2 separate regions of the Lathyrus oleraceus genome follow, and region 1 is linked to region 2. The links are chromatin contacts, called in public Hi-C maps. All regions are on one chromosome and are shown on one strand. The core of a region is the stretch at or near the end of the contact, and the rest is flanking DNA. Distances in the headings are between cores, read along the strand shown. Region 1 holds the start of LOC127106224. Region 2 holds the start of LOC127106265.

Region 1 (6,768 bases), core at 3,104-5,603, 270 kb after region 2:
CGTTCTTCATGCTCGCACTACGTGCCGATGCTTCAGAGCAAAAGCCCAAGATCTTTTGTCCGGTTGGTCAGTGGAGAGGGTTCCACCCTTCTGAATCCCCACTTTTTGTCATGAGCTCACCCTGTCCAAGGTTAAGAGCTATGAGGTCTTATCCTCATTACCCTTTGATCTGCTCACCCTGACGTTCAATGTCAGTGGTTAAGAGCCCATTTGACTACCCTTCCATGGCTTGTTTGTCGAGGTTGATATGACCCCTCTTGACTAAAGCCCTACCCATGTATGTTTGAGCCCCTTGTTGGTATATTTACTTTATGCATGTTTGTTTTGTATGGTGTGATCGTCTCCCCATAGGATTGCTAGGCTTCGTATAGTCTCTCGTTTGCATGTCAATTAAGGTATCACGGTTCCTTCGTCTAGGACTTCCTTTTTGCATGAGCATTCCTAAAAAACACAAACAAACTCATTGATTTTTCTTCTCCTAAGAACACGTTAACTCCTTCTACTACAGGCGAGTAAGTCTCCAAAGGTCGAGCATCCGGTAGATTGCGTAGTAACGTCGTTCACCTAAAAAACACAAAAACAAACCAAAATAGGTTAGCCGAACTACGACAACTCTGATTCTCATGTTCAGATGAGATACGTAGGTACAAGATGCGATGTCTTGCCGAGTTTCCTTTTTGACTAATGACTAACAACTAATCCTTGTCTGTTTTCGCCCTCGTTGCGATCTCTTTCTCTTGCCCTAGTTGCAATTGAGACCCTTTTTCCCGTAGTTAGCCGAACTACGGTTTGCTCTGATTCTCATTCCAGATGAGATACATAGGCATAAGACGCGACGTCTTAGCGAGCACACTTTCCTTTAACCCATAGGTAGCCGAGTTACGAGGACTCTGATTCTCATATTCATATGAGATACGTATGCAGTGGATGCGACATTCGTGCGAGTCATTTTCTTTTGACCCCTCTTTTAGTAAATATTACATTAGATAAACCCACACCCTTTAGACAAGAACAACAAAAGTGGATCCCGTAGAGTACTACGGATGCGTAGGGGTGCTAATACCTTCCCTTCGCATAATCGGCTCCCGAACCCAAGATTTGGTTGTGAGACCTTGTCTCTTCCTTTCCCTTTCCAGGTTTACTTCGAGCGTTTCCTTTCCCTCCTTTGGGATAAATAACGCACGGTGGTGACTCTTCTGTCATTTTCCTTTTCCGCCGGTTGTTTTTTCGCAGGTTGCGACACTTCGGTGATGTGTTGGCAAGGTTCCAACCATTTGATCTTGTGTCCACGTTCTAATCTTGACCACTCCTTCTGATTACCACTTGTGCATGCGCGTTGACTGTGGACTATGGTGGATGATACGCGTTTGGACAACGGATTTGCCACCTCAATTAATGAGGGAGATTTGATGGCCCTCGTTTTTTCTAATTTTCTTTTTATTTCTAATTTTTTATTTAATTCCTTTATTTTGTTTAATTCATATTAATTTCATTTTTAATCCAAAAAATATGGGACTTTCACCAAAAATCTTTAAATATTTTCCTCTTTCATATTTTGAATTAAAATTATTTTTTAGATTAATTTTGATATTTTTCATGAATTAATTATTTTTGGACATATTTTTAATTGTTTTAAAATACTTATGACTTTCCAAAAATCCTGAATTTTTTTGTCTAAGGTCATTTGACTTTGTTTGACCTAGGATAAATCATTTAGCCATTTATTTGGTATTTTGAAGGGACATGGGGTTTTATCCATTTTTAAATACATTTTAATTCACTTTTGATTTGATTTTTAACTGATTAAATGTTTTAAAATTATGTTGAGTCATTTTTATAGTCTTGTCATGTTTGACTTTCTGTTTGGGCCTTGATCATGGTTGATTTGACTTTTGTTTGATCAATACCATTGGATTTAGGGGATTGGTTAAATGTACATTTCATCTTCCGAAATGAATGGATGGTATTGATCAGATGAAATTCCTCTCATGATAAATGTGTGCTTCTATTTCCCTTTCTCTATTCATCTTCATCTCTATTCTTCCCCAATCCTTCATTGACCAATGATTTCACTAATGTCTAAATGCTAGTTGATTCATCAATGACCTTGTGTCAGATGAATCAACATAAGTCTGACTGAGATAGGTCTCCCCCATTTTCTTAGTGCGTGGTATGTTTTAGGAGTTTGGTTCTTTGTACCAAATCTCTAACATGCATTTACACCTATTTTTTTATTATTCGGCCTCAGATAGTTGTGACTTCTACATAAGTCCAATTACGATTGCTTAACATAGATCTAAATTTGTCCCTCAAGGCATATCATTTTAGTAAGTGAGATTGTAAGTCTCCCATTCTTCATGGCATTGTGTGGGAACTTGACCTTTTTTCCATTCATGAGAGCTAGTGGCATACTTGTTGATTTATCCAAGCTGAAGCTCTTCTCATGGATGATGTCTTGGTTCAAGGATTTATACTTGTGAATGAATGGTTGAGTGTTCTCCAAAGAATGACTTAATCAATTAAAACTCATCACTAACATTTGACTAACCATTGACTAACTTCTTAATTAATGATGTTTTATTTTCAAGTCATTTACTTTATGCAATTTAAATTTCAGTACCTTTATCATTCATTACCATTTGCATTTCATACAACTTGTTTATGTTTCAAGTCCTTTTCATTTTGCTCATTTGAGTCATATCTTGTGATTGTATATATTGTTTGCTTGCTTTTGTTTTTGGTTGTGATCTTAGGACCTTAAAACATCTAATAACAACAAAAAACCTAAAAAAACATCTTGGTGGACTGTTGGATTTGATATGAACTTTTGGAATTAGAATTAGGCAACATTCCTTGTGCTAAAGGACTTGGCAAATGCCAACATCTAAGACTGAGCTACCTTTGACTATGCATTCATATGATGCAAGACCTTGGATGCCTTGGATTCATCTACTACTCTGTCTCTGAGCTTATTGTTATATTGTTATTTTTATCTATGTCTGATGATTGTTCTGAGTTGATCAATCAATATTTCATCTGCTACATTAGAAGATATTGAAGACTGTCAGTTATTGGATTGTTTGCTTGGATATTATGGCTATCTTTATTTGATGCATTGATCTCATATAATGCTGGGATATTGCTTATTGATTATTGCTTGACAAAGCCCAAAGAAAAATGAGTTTCTATATGACATTCTTGTCTGTTGAATTGCATCACATTGGTCAGATCTTTCCAACTCTTAACTTTTATTTATTTTTGTCTAGAATAGACCCTTCATCTCCTCTCACTTCTTAAATTTAAAAAAAAAATCCTTTTTTTCAAAAACTTTCTTTATTTGTGTTTTCTAACTTAGACATGTTTTAATGATTAGAAACTTTGGTCTTATGCTAATGAATTTTCAAATTTTTTCTTAATCAAACTTAAACGAACTTAATCATATTGACTTCAATTTTAAAAAAGAAAAAAAAACTAATAAGCTCGTTCAAACCTTTGGCCTTTTGTGCCTTTTGATTTAAATTTTTGTTAAAATCAATTCACCAACTTCTTTAAAAAATTTACCACGAACTACAGGGTTTTGATCATCATTTTTATGTTTGTACGTAGGCATCAAACACAAAAATATAATCAATGAATTCTTTGTGCCTTTTCATTTAAACTTTTGTTAAAATTAATTCACCAACTTCTTTGAAATTTTTACCACAAACTACGGAGTTTTGATCCCTCATTTTTATGTTGGTACGTAGGAATAAGATTGAAGATCTTGTCAAACACAAAAATATAATCAATGAACTATTTTCTCACCCCCCTACTCTATATTTTTTACCAAACATCATTTAGACCAAATCACTTGCACACAAAAAAAGCTCTCTAGGAGTACATATGACACTTTGGGTGCTAAGACATTTCCTATGTGTAATCAACCCTCTTACATGTAATCTATAACATTTTATTAATTTTGATTTGAAAACTTTTTATCTTTGAGTTTTGTTCGTACTTTTCTCTTTTTCTTTGGAAACAATAAAAACGTGGTGATGACTCTAATTTTATTGACGTCAAGTTTACGCTACAATATATATATATATATATATATATATATATATATATATATATATATATATATATATATATATATATATATATATATATATATATATATATATATATATATATATATATATATATATATATATATGAACAAAAAATCAATAAATAAATTTTTGGCAAATATCGCTAAGCACATTTATGGTATGTGTAAATAGGTTACCGGTGGTGGGGAGGGTTCTTTATTTGTACATAAAAATCCCAATCACTTTGGACCGTAAAAGTGCAAAAATAGAATAAAAGCATATCTTATCTAATAATCTTATCTGATCTAGTGCAACAGTAGAACAGAAGCTTATCTTATCTAATGCTATCCATATATATCACCAGAAATAATACATAAATGTAGTTGGGAAAGTAAAAGAAACTCAAAAGCAAGGAGATATGGATGCCATGCAAGTAGCTCTGCCAGTTTTAGGCATCGTTGCAGCTGCAGTTGCAACCTTCTATGCAGTGAGTTTCAATGAGATCAGAGAGGTAATTATAATTAAGCAACATCGTAAATTAGGTATACGTTATATTCTCTCTTTATCAATCTTATAAATTGAATTATTACAGAAATCGCTTCCAGATTGGGATGAAATTGAATCTGAATCAGAATCAGAAATTAGAGGTTTTAGACGATCAGCCAGTTCCCGACAGAGGCGAGCTAAAAGACAAGCTAGTAAAAATGACAAAACATAACTTCAACCAGAGTATGTTCGGTTGCCTTTCATTTCTTTGTTGTCATGTTTGGTTAATTAGTTATATTACACTACTTGTATTATGCTGTCATATTGTTACAAAGCCCCCATGATCTTAGACTCATTTCATGAATTGTGAGATCTACATTATTCTCATTGTCTCGCGAGTTACTGTGAGACGGTGACTGCATAGCTTTTGCCTCTATTACTTGTAAAATTCAATGGCTTTTGTTCTTACTCCAAGATCTAGACATTCCTTTCTCTAAACCATCTCTTACTTATCTAGATAGCAGCTCAGCACAACATATTACAATGATCCCTACTCTTCACGATCGAAACGTTTATATATTGACCGCCACATTTTTCTTTAACAACTTCAAAGTGGTCTTTTTCATCTCCTGTCCGTTACTTCTTCGAATCAAGTTGCAAATTTCCTCACCAAGCCTTTGAACCACCCCTGTTTTCTACTCTTTTTGTTAATCTAAAAATGTTAAACATACATTCTCCAACTTAAGGGGCTATTTGGGATTAATGGTTATTAATTAGGAATAACAAAATCTAAACCCTTCCTCATGATAGTAAGTTACTTGGCTGTAAATTTCTTACAAATTTGTCAATTTTTAATAAACCATATATATAAAGTACACATAAATGTTTTTAATTAAATCATAGATATTGGTCATTCAATTAAAATACCATATATTAAGTCAAAATGGTGGTAAGGATGTCATTGTTCGTTGCAGAGCAAAAGTAACTTTTATAACTATCGTATCCATTTTAAGATCTTAAGTAGACAAGGTATGTATATTTGTTGTTATACTTAAAAGTAAATAACATAGAAATAAATGACAGAAAGTAAAATGAAGATTTTGATGTTAGTAGTAAGAAAACTTAATGTGGGTAGATTTCATCATTACGTATTTATCATGCAAATGCATAGGTCAGTAATATGTTCCTCTACTTAGTTATTAATATTACCACATGTTGCTTGCATTGTATCTCCTTTCGGTCTCAACACTGTGAGATCGGTGCATTACCCAATAGTCGATATATCAGACTATTAACCAACACATAGTTTTAAGTTCTCATAGTTATAAAGCAGCAAGACTCCACACTGATCCATACTACAGTACTTGTGGATATTGAACTTAACCTTATCTCTAGGTGCTAGTATCCAGTAGATTATTATATTGGATTTAGTAATGACAAAAACCTTTCGATGTCAGGTCATACCATGAAAATAAATTTTAGGTAGCAACGCTAAAACAAGCATTAAGATTAAAGAGTCATCAATATTAAAGCATGAGTAGATTACATAAAACACTATGACCTATTTAGTACATGAATATATTGACTACATCTAACCCCAACAAAGAGATTTTAGCTACCTTTACTCATTGTATTGTAATTGTTAGTAACCTCGTGAAGTTGATCTTGGAAGTGTGATCTACCTCGTCACTTTAGCAACACTCCTACCTTCAGATTCCCTCTCTTATTCTTCTGTTGTAGACCAAAGTGAGTCTACTCCAATTCTATAATTCTCGCTAGGCGCGTCATTCTTGAGCCTACTCCAATTCTATACTACCTCGATCTACCAAAATTCCCTTTGCAATAAACTAAAAATTTCTATTTATAGACAAATTTTTGGACTTCTCGCTAAGCGCATCATTCTTGAGCCTAACGCAACTACCCTATTATGCCCTACATGATATCTTCCTCAACAAGCAATGTTTGCATGTATGCCACCTGGCCCAAACCGCTTTTTCTCACCTCGCACATTGCTCTTCGACTATCGAGCTAACCCTTTTTCACCATGAAGTACTTGCATCTTGACATGCAATCTGTCATTTGCCTTTGTATGGCATGCCTATGGCTAGACCTAGCGAGTCTGGTCTTCCATGTTTTTGCTTTGGCTAGGTCTATGTGCGTTGAATTGTGGTTTTCTAATCCTTTTCATTTGTTTTTAGTTATTGTATTCTAG
Region 2 (6,268 bases), core at 2,480-4,979:
CTCCAATTGTGATTTCTGCTTGATTGATTGGTTTAAATCTGATTCAAGTTGACTTACCTTATCTGTGTGCTCCTGCAGTAGGCCATTAAGAAGATTCTTCGCTTCCTCGGCCTCTTTCAATTTAGCATCGAGATGAGAAATTTTCTCGGAATATTCAGTCACGTCTCTCTCAGCTTCATTGGCTTTCAACTGCACTGAATTTAATTGTTGCTCAAGCTCAACATTCTTCTGCTCCACTGTTATGAAGCGTGTTTCGAGCTCTCGTAGCTGTGATTTTGCCTCTTCTGCAGCTGCATTTGTAGTTTCAATATGTCCCTCAAGCTCAAGACTCCTTTGAGTCGCAGTAGCTGCGACAGATCCAGCTTCATTATGAAGGTCTTCCAAAGACTTCACCTTCTGCTCCAGCTCTGAATTGTTCGAAAGCGCCTGAGATAAAAGAGAATCCGTTTTACTAAAATTTTCCTCCGAAAGCTTTAGTTTCGCCTCTAAATCAGTGGACAACTCCTTAAAGTGTTTCTCATTAACGGTTAGATCTTCAAAAGTTTCCTCGAGTTTTTTCTTTTCTGCATTGAGCTTAGTCAGTTCCTCTTGTACCGACAGAAACTTCGCTTCCTGGCTCTTGAATGAAACTTCAATTGATTCTTTCGATGTTTCCTCCTCCTGCAGCTTGAGCCTTGCACTTTCCAACTCGGAACTTTTTTCTTTTAGCTCTTCCTTTGTAGAAACAAATAGGTTTTGAAGCGCTGACAAATCTTCTTTTATCTGTGTTTCTGAAGTCTTGATCAGGTTTAGTTCCTTCGTCAACTCGTCTACGAGCGAATCTCTTGAAGACAGTCTTTGCTCAACTTCCGATACGTGTGTCTTGGAGAGTGCCAACTCCTCTTGGACAGTAGAGAGTTCAGCTGCAGTCGTTTTAAGTGCTTCTTCAACCTTTTCCTTTTCAGCAACCTTATCATTAACTCCCTTCAATTCTTCCTTCAGAGAAGTGATCTCATCTTCCTTGCCTTTCGCACTCGATTTCGCTTCTTCAAGTAGTCTCTCAAATTCTATCACCTTGTTTCCCTCAGATTCAGCATGTGAAACGCTTTTCTTATGCAGCTCCTCGAACTTCTGTGCCTCGTCCTTAGAAACTTGCAGCTCATTCTCCAACTCCAGTGTCTTCTTTCGGGAGCTTTCGAGCTTGACATTCAGATCATCAAATGCTTCCTTCACCTCAAGAAGCTCTTTCTCCTTAACTTCTTGACTTTTCAGAACCTCTTCATGAGTGCTGACCTGCAGATTGTACTTTTTCTCGGCTTCAACAATCTGCTCTTGCAGTTTCTTGTGACTTAGTTCAAGCTCTTCGGTTTTCTTTCCAGTTTCTTTCAATTTCTCCTTTGTTTCCGAGACCTCTCCCTTCAGCGCAGCGTTTTCATGTTCAGATGTCTTCAAAGATCCTGCGAGTGCTTTCACTTCAGCCTCGAGCTCCCGAACCTTCTCTTGCGCTTCAAGAAATTCTCTGCTAGGAGGATCCGAGCTTCTTTCAGTTTTGTTGGACGTATCGTCAACCACATTCTCTTCCTTCTCGACTTTAATGAACTCTCCATCCGAGGCATTATCTTCCTCGTCTTTCTTTCCTTCGGCTATTTCCTTGGCCGGCAAGTCTCCATTTGTTGCCTGCAATAAACCATAAACAATGATCATTCATACTAGTTTGCACTAAAACTAACAGAACTATTAGAGTAATGCAAAGAAAACAATACCTTAATGTCAACACCTTTGTGATCCACTTCTTCAACAACCTTTGTCACCGGAACTTCTGAAATGACTTTTGTCTCTTCTTCCATGTTTCCTTAGATTGTCTGATATAGAAGAAAAGAAGAAATATGATGAATGAAGATGTAAGGTTCAAACATAATAATAATAATAATAATAATAATAATAATAATAATAATAATAATAATAATAATAATAATAATAATAATAATAAATCAAATGGCATAGATCTTGTTACATAAAAAATAAAAAAAAATTCTAGAAAGCAACCAACCAAACCCTCGTGGAGCATCATAAGGTTGAAACATGGTGGAAACAGAAATGATAACAAAATGGCATGCATGACTATATCGGAATATAATTGAAAATTTAAACACATAAAAAAATAATTTACTCAATAATTTCAAAATTAGAAAAAGATTATAAACAGTTCAGTGTTTTTGATGATGACAAAAATATCACATGCTAGAACCAAGTACGTGGGTCCTAGAGTGATGTTTTACAGCTTGATCTCACACATAAGACATTTATCAATCCATGCCTGGTTTGGTCCCAAACAAATACTGTTTTTTTTCTTTTCCAATTTTCTCCTAAAAAGAAAACAAAAAGAAAAATCCACCGTTCGATTTTCCTTTTTGGAGAAGATTAGATTCAATCTTGAACGTTGGTTAAAACTTAGACATCATGGGACCCAAAAATCAACATTCAAAGAATAAAAATGAATTAAACCGGAATTTGCAAGAATCAACTTTAATTCCTGTGGGCCCACTTTTCTCTAAACCAACGATATTAATTTACGCTAAAAAAAAATTCAGGTGAATAAACTTTTATTTTGACGCGTTAATTGCAACCTTTTCATTAATTAATGGAAAATCATATGCGCTCTTCACGTTGTTACTTTTGTGATGAAACAAACAAACAAGTAATTACTATCATTTATATTATGATAAATATATTTTAAATTTTAAATAAATTTTTAAAAAGGAATCTCACCCTTTTTTTTTTCTTCCAAAAAGACAAGTCTAGTACTAAAAGTGAAGGATATATTCGTATTTTACGAAAAATATAAGGGTAGTTGTGAACTTTAAGGAATCAAAAATTGCCAACAACATCGATGCTGGCACAGGCAGAGTTAAGATTCCACATAAAAACACAGTGGCAGTGAGAGAAAAAACTGGTGTTTCTTCTTTTATGTTTTTTTTAGAACAATGAATAGTATTAAAAGTATTCAGTAAAAAAAACAGTATTATTTAATGGTATTCAGTAAATAAATAAAAATAAAAACAAAAACAGTATTAAAATTATTGAGTCAAAAACTAAAGTATATAATTTAATTTAAAATCTTCCTCATATATTATAGTAAAACATATATATACTACTCCACCTAACGCTTAAAAGTTACTAATAGTTAAAGAATCAATTAAATCAAAAGTTTTTTAATTTAGTTTAATTCTATAGAAACTGCTGATTATAGTTTTATACAGAGATGGATCTGATAGAAAATCACAAAACCGTAACTCGATCAAATCAGGAACAGATGAAGATTCAACATGATCCTATAATTGATCTATTGAAGATTGAAGTTGAAAGTATATAATCATGAATCACATCAATATTCTGATCCATCAGAATACTAATCAAGTTTCTAAAGATCAAAGACAGTATCCGTATCAGTATCAGAAGCAAATGAATAAATAAAAATTAAACAAGATTAAGAGTATTGGAAAATACAGAACTTCCATAAGATGGTTGGTTAATCTAACACACGAATAACGATAAATAAATAAATAAAAAGAAAAGAGAGATAGATAGAATTCTTGCCTGAGAAAAAGTTGGTTTTTTTTTGCTTGTGGTGGAGTGAGAGAGAAAAATGGGGGATTGGGAAAAAAGAGTAGTGATGGTGGAATTTGGAAGATGAAGAAATATAGAGAAAAGGGTATATAAGAGAGAAAATGAGAATTATATTATTTTTGAGTTTATATTTTTTTTTTTTAAAAACAAGAAAACATTAGTATATATATATGTGTTGAAAAAAAGTTGGTGGGGCCCAGTAACAGCCAATCCGGCAATAAACATACAGGAACGCCGCTACTTTAGAGATTACATTTGCCACCGGTTTTTCATTTAACAAAATCATGTAAATAAAAAATAATATAATTTTTCCTCTTTATTTTATTGTGAGTGTTTTATTTAGTTATTTTATACAAATTAAAGTGAAGTAAAAATATGAAAAATATATTTTACCAAGTACTGCTGTACTGACTATTACTATATATATACAGTCAAATATATTGAAAAATATTGACTCAAAAAAATTCTGATAGTTTGTCTTGAATTGTGTTTTTACTATTAAAAAAATATTAAAAGAGAGTATATATGATATCAATTAGTTAATATAATTAAATTAATTAATTATATTTTGTAAAGATGAAATTATTTTTTACTTTTTAAATATTTTACTCGGATCAAATAAAATAAAATAATTTAAAAGTGTAAATATATTTAATTCAAAATTTGACTAGATACATTTTGTTAGTTAGGGTAGTCTTTGTTTTATATTTTATTATCTAGAAAATTATGAAGGAGGGATGTATTTACCAAATCACGTGACGTAACAACTCAAAAAATAATCATTTTTAGGCAAACTAAAATTTTTATTTTTGTTATTTAAAATAGAAAAAAAAACATTCACATGATAAGAATTTAAATTGAGTCATTGTACAAGAAAATAAATCTAGATTGTGTTCCTTTCCTAAAGCAAGAAAAAATCATTTAGATCGTGTTAGAAAACATTAAAATGCTTGTAAAAATTCAAAAGTAAAAAATTAGAAATAAATATGTTGGCGTAGTGGTCTGAATTAATTTTAATACAAAAATTCTAGTGTAAAAATAAAATTACATAATCACCTTTAATAAATCAAATATGATTTCATTTAGTATAAGTTTAAGAAAATTAATAAGTTAATCAGATTCAGTTTTAAAAAATAATTTTCAATCATCATACTACTTGATAAAAAACAATATTTGTCTTCTTCTAAAAATAAGGATTTATTAGTAATAATTTAAAAAATATATATAATATTAATTAAAAATAAATAATTAGAATTTCCTAGTAAGCATTTGTCCCACTAAGAATAGGACCATAGAAAAGTAATAGGTCGAAAGTGGAGGCCATAGTGACCGACCAAACCGTCCTCTTGTTTTGTGACGACTAGTACTGTCTTTTCTTGAAACCAAACATGTCATGCCTGTTGCTATAGCCTATATCTATCCACCCACCTCCCTAATCAACTTCTAATAAACTTCTAATACCGTTTAACACATTAACAAAATCAACTTTTTTTTTATCATCTTCTATAAAAGTTTGTTTTTTTAATTTTAAAATAAAATTAATAAATTAAAATTAATTTTTATTTAAATGTCCATTGTTGAATATAAAATTATTTTTTAATATATTTATTAAAACGTAAGTTTAACATGTAAAAACTAAAAATCATGTTTGAGATTAAAAGTTAAGTATATCTTCAAAATATTTTCAAAATTGATGATAATTCTATTTTAAAATAAAAATGTATTAAAAGTATTTTTTTTCTGAAATAAATTGAAGAAACTATAAAGAAATATTAAAATCATTCAACTACAATGTGTGACTATAATGGAAAATAAAATAAAGTTCAAATACAAAGATAGCTACTGAATTATAATTATAGTGATAATTTTACTAATTTTTTTAAAAGTAGAACTAAATATACGCTAAATCCTATTCCATTTTATTTTTTCGACACAATTATATTAAAAGTTTTATCTTTAAAATTATAAGATTTTAATAATTGAATTCTTCGGATTTTGAAATGACATATCAATCTCTTAATTTGAATGTTAGTCAATTATACTAATAGTTAGTGGTCAAATAAATATCTCTTTTTAATTAGATACGCATTTAGAATTGAAAATAGGTCTATTGACCAACAAATTTTTTGGCTCAAATCAGATTTGTTTTTCCACTAGACATGATGAAGACGTTTTAAAATTTTATTTAGCTAAAGCAATCAAGCTTGAAAATACTATGGTTTTTTTCAAGCCTGGCCGTCCAAGTGCATCATGCAGCGTGCATCATGCGCTGCAGCACATGGTCCAAAATATTAGAGGACTCTAATTTTTAAAAATTTTATTTTATTTTCATAAATATTAATAAAAATAAATAAAATGTTATTAAAAAAATTCAATAATTAAAAGAAATGTTATGATAAAAACTCAACATATAAAAAAATCAAGATTGATCAAAACTCAAAATAATTATAATTAAATTTATTTTTAATTAATACATAATTGTATTTTTGATTTTTTTTTAATTATTATAATTGTATTTAAAAAAAAATTGGGCCAATTTTTATAATTAGAACGGGATCTCCGATATGATTGGACCGACCCTGATTTTTTAGGGTATTTTGGTACACAAGGTTGAAAATAAAAAAGATGAAGATCGAAGAAAGAGAAAATAAATATTTAATTA

What was found. Hi-C and Micro-C count contacts between places; a contact is called where the count stands out from the background.
Region 1: a Hi-C map of leaf shows a contact between it and region 2, with 5 times the contacts expected there. The contact joins the promoter of LOC127106224 here to the promoter of LOC127106265 in region 2. A contact is called at or near these places in 2 of 2 Hi-C or Micro-C datasets (both in leaf).

What each region holds. Positions count from the first base shown.
Region 1 is chr7:277,842,552-277,849,319 of CAAS_Psat_ZW6_1.0, forward strand. It overlaps LOC127106224, which reads left to right and starts at 4,354. Exons shown (of 3, transcript XM_051043521.1): 1 at 4,354-4,581; 2 at 4,663-4,799. The coding sequence starts at 4,489. The coding sequence ends at 4,788.
Region 2 is chr7:277,569,134-277,575,401 of CAAS_Psat_ZW6_1.0, forward strand. It overlaps LOC127106265, which reads right to left and starts at 3,730. Exons shown (of 7, transcript XM_051043566.1): 1 at 3,577-3,730; 2 at 1,743-1,841; 3 at 1-1,656. The coding sequence starts at 1,826.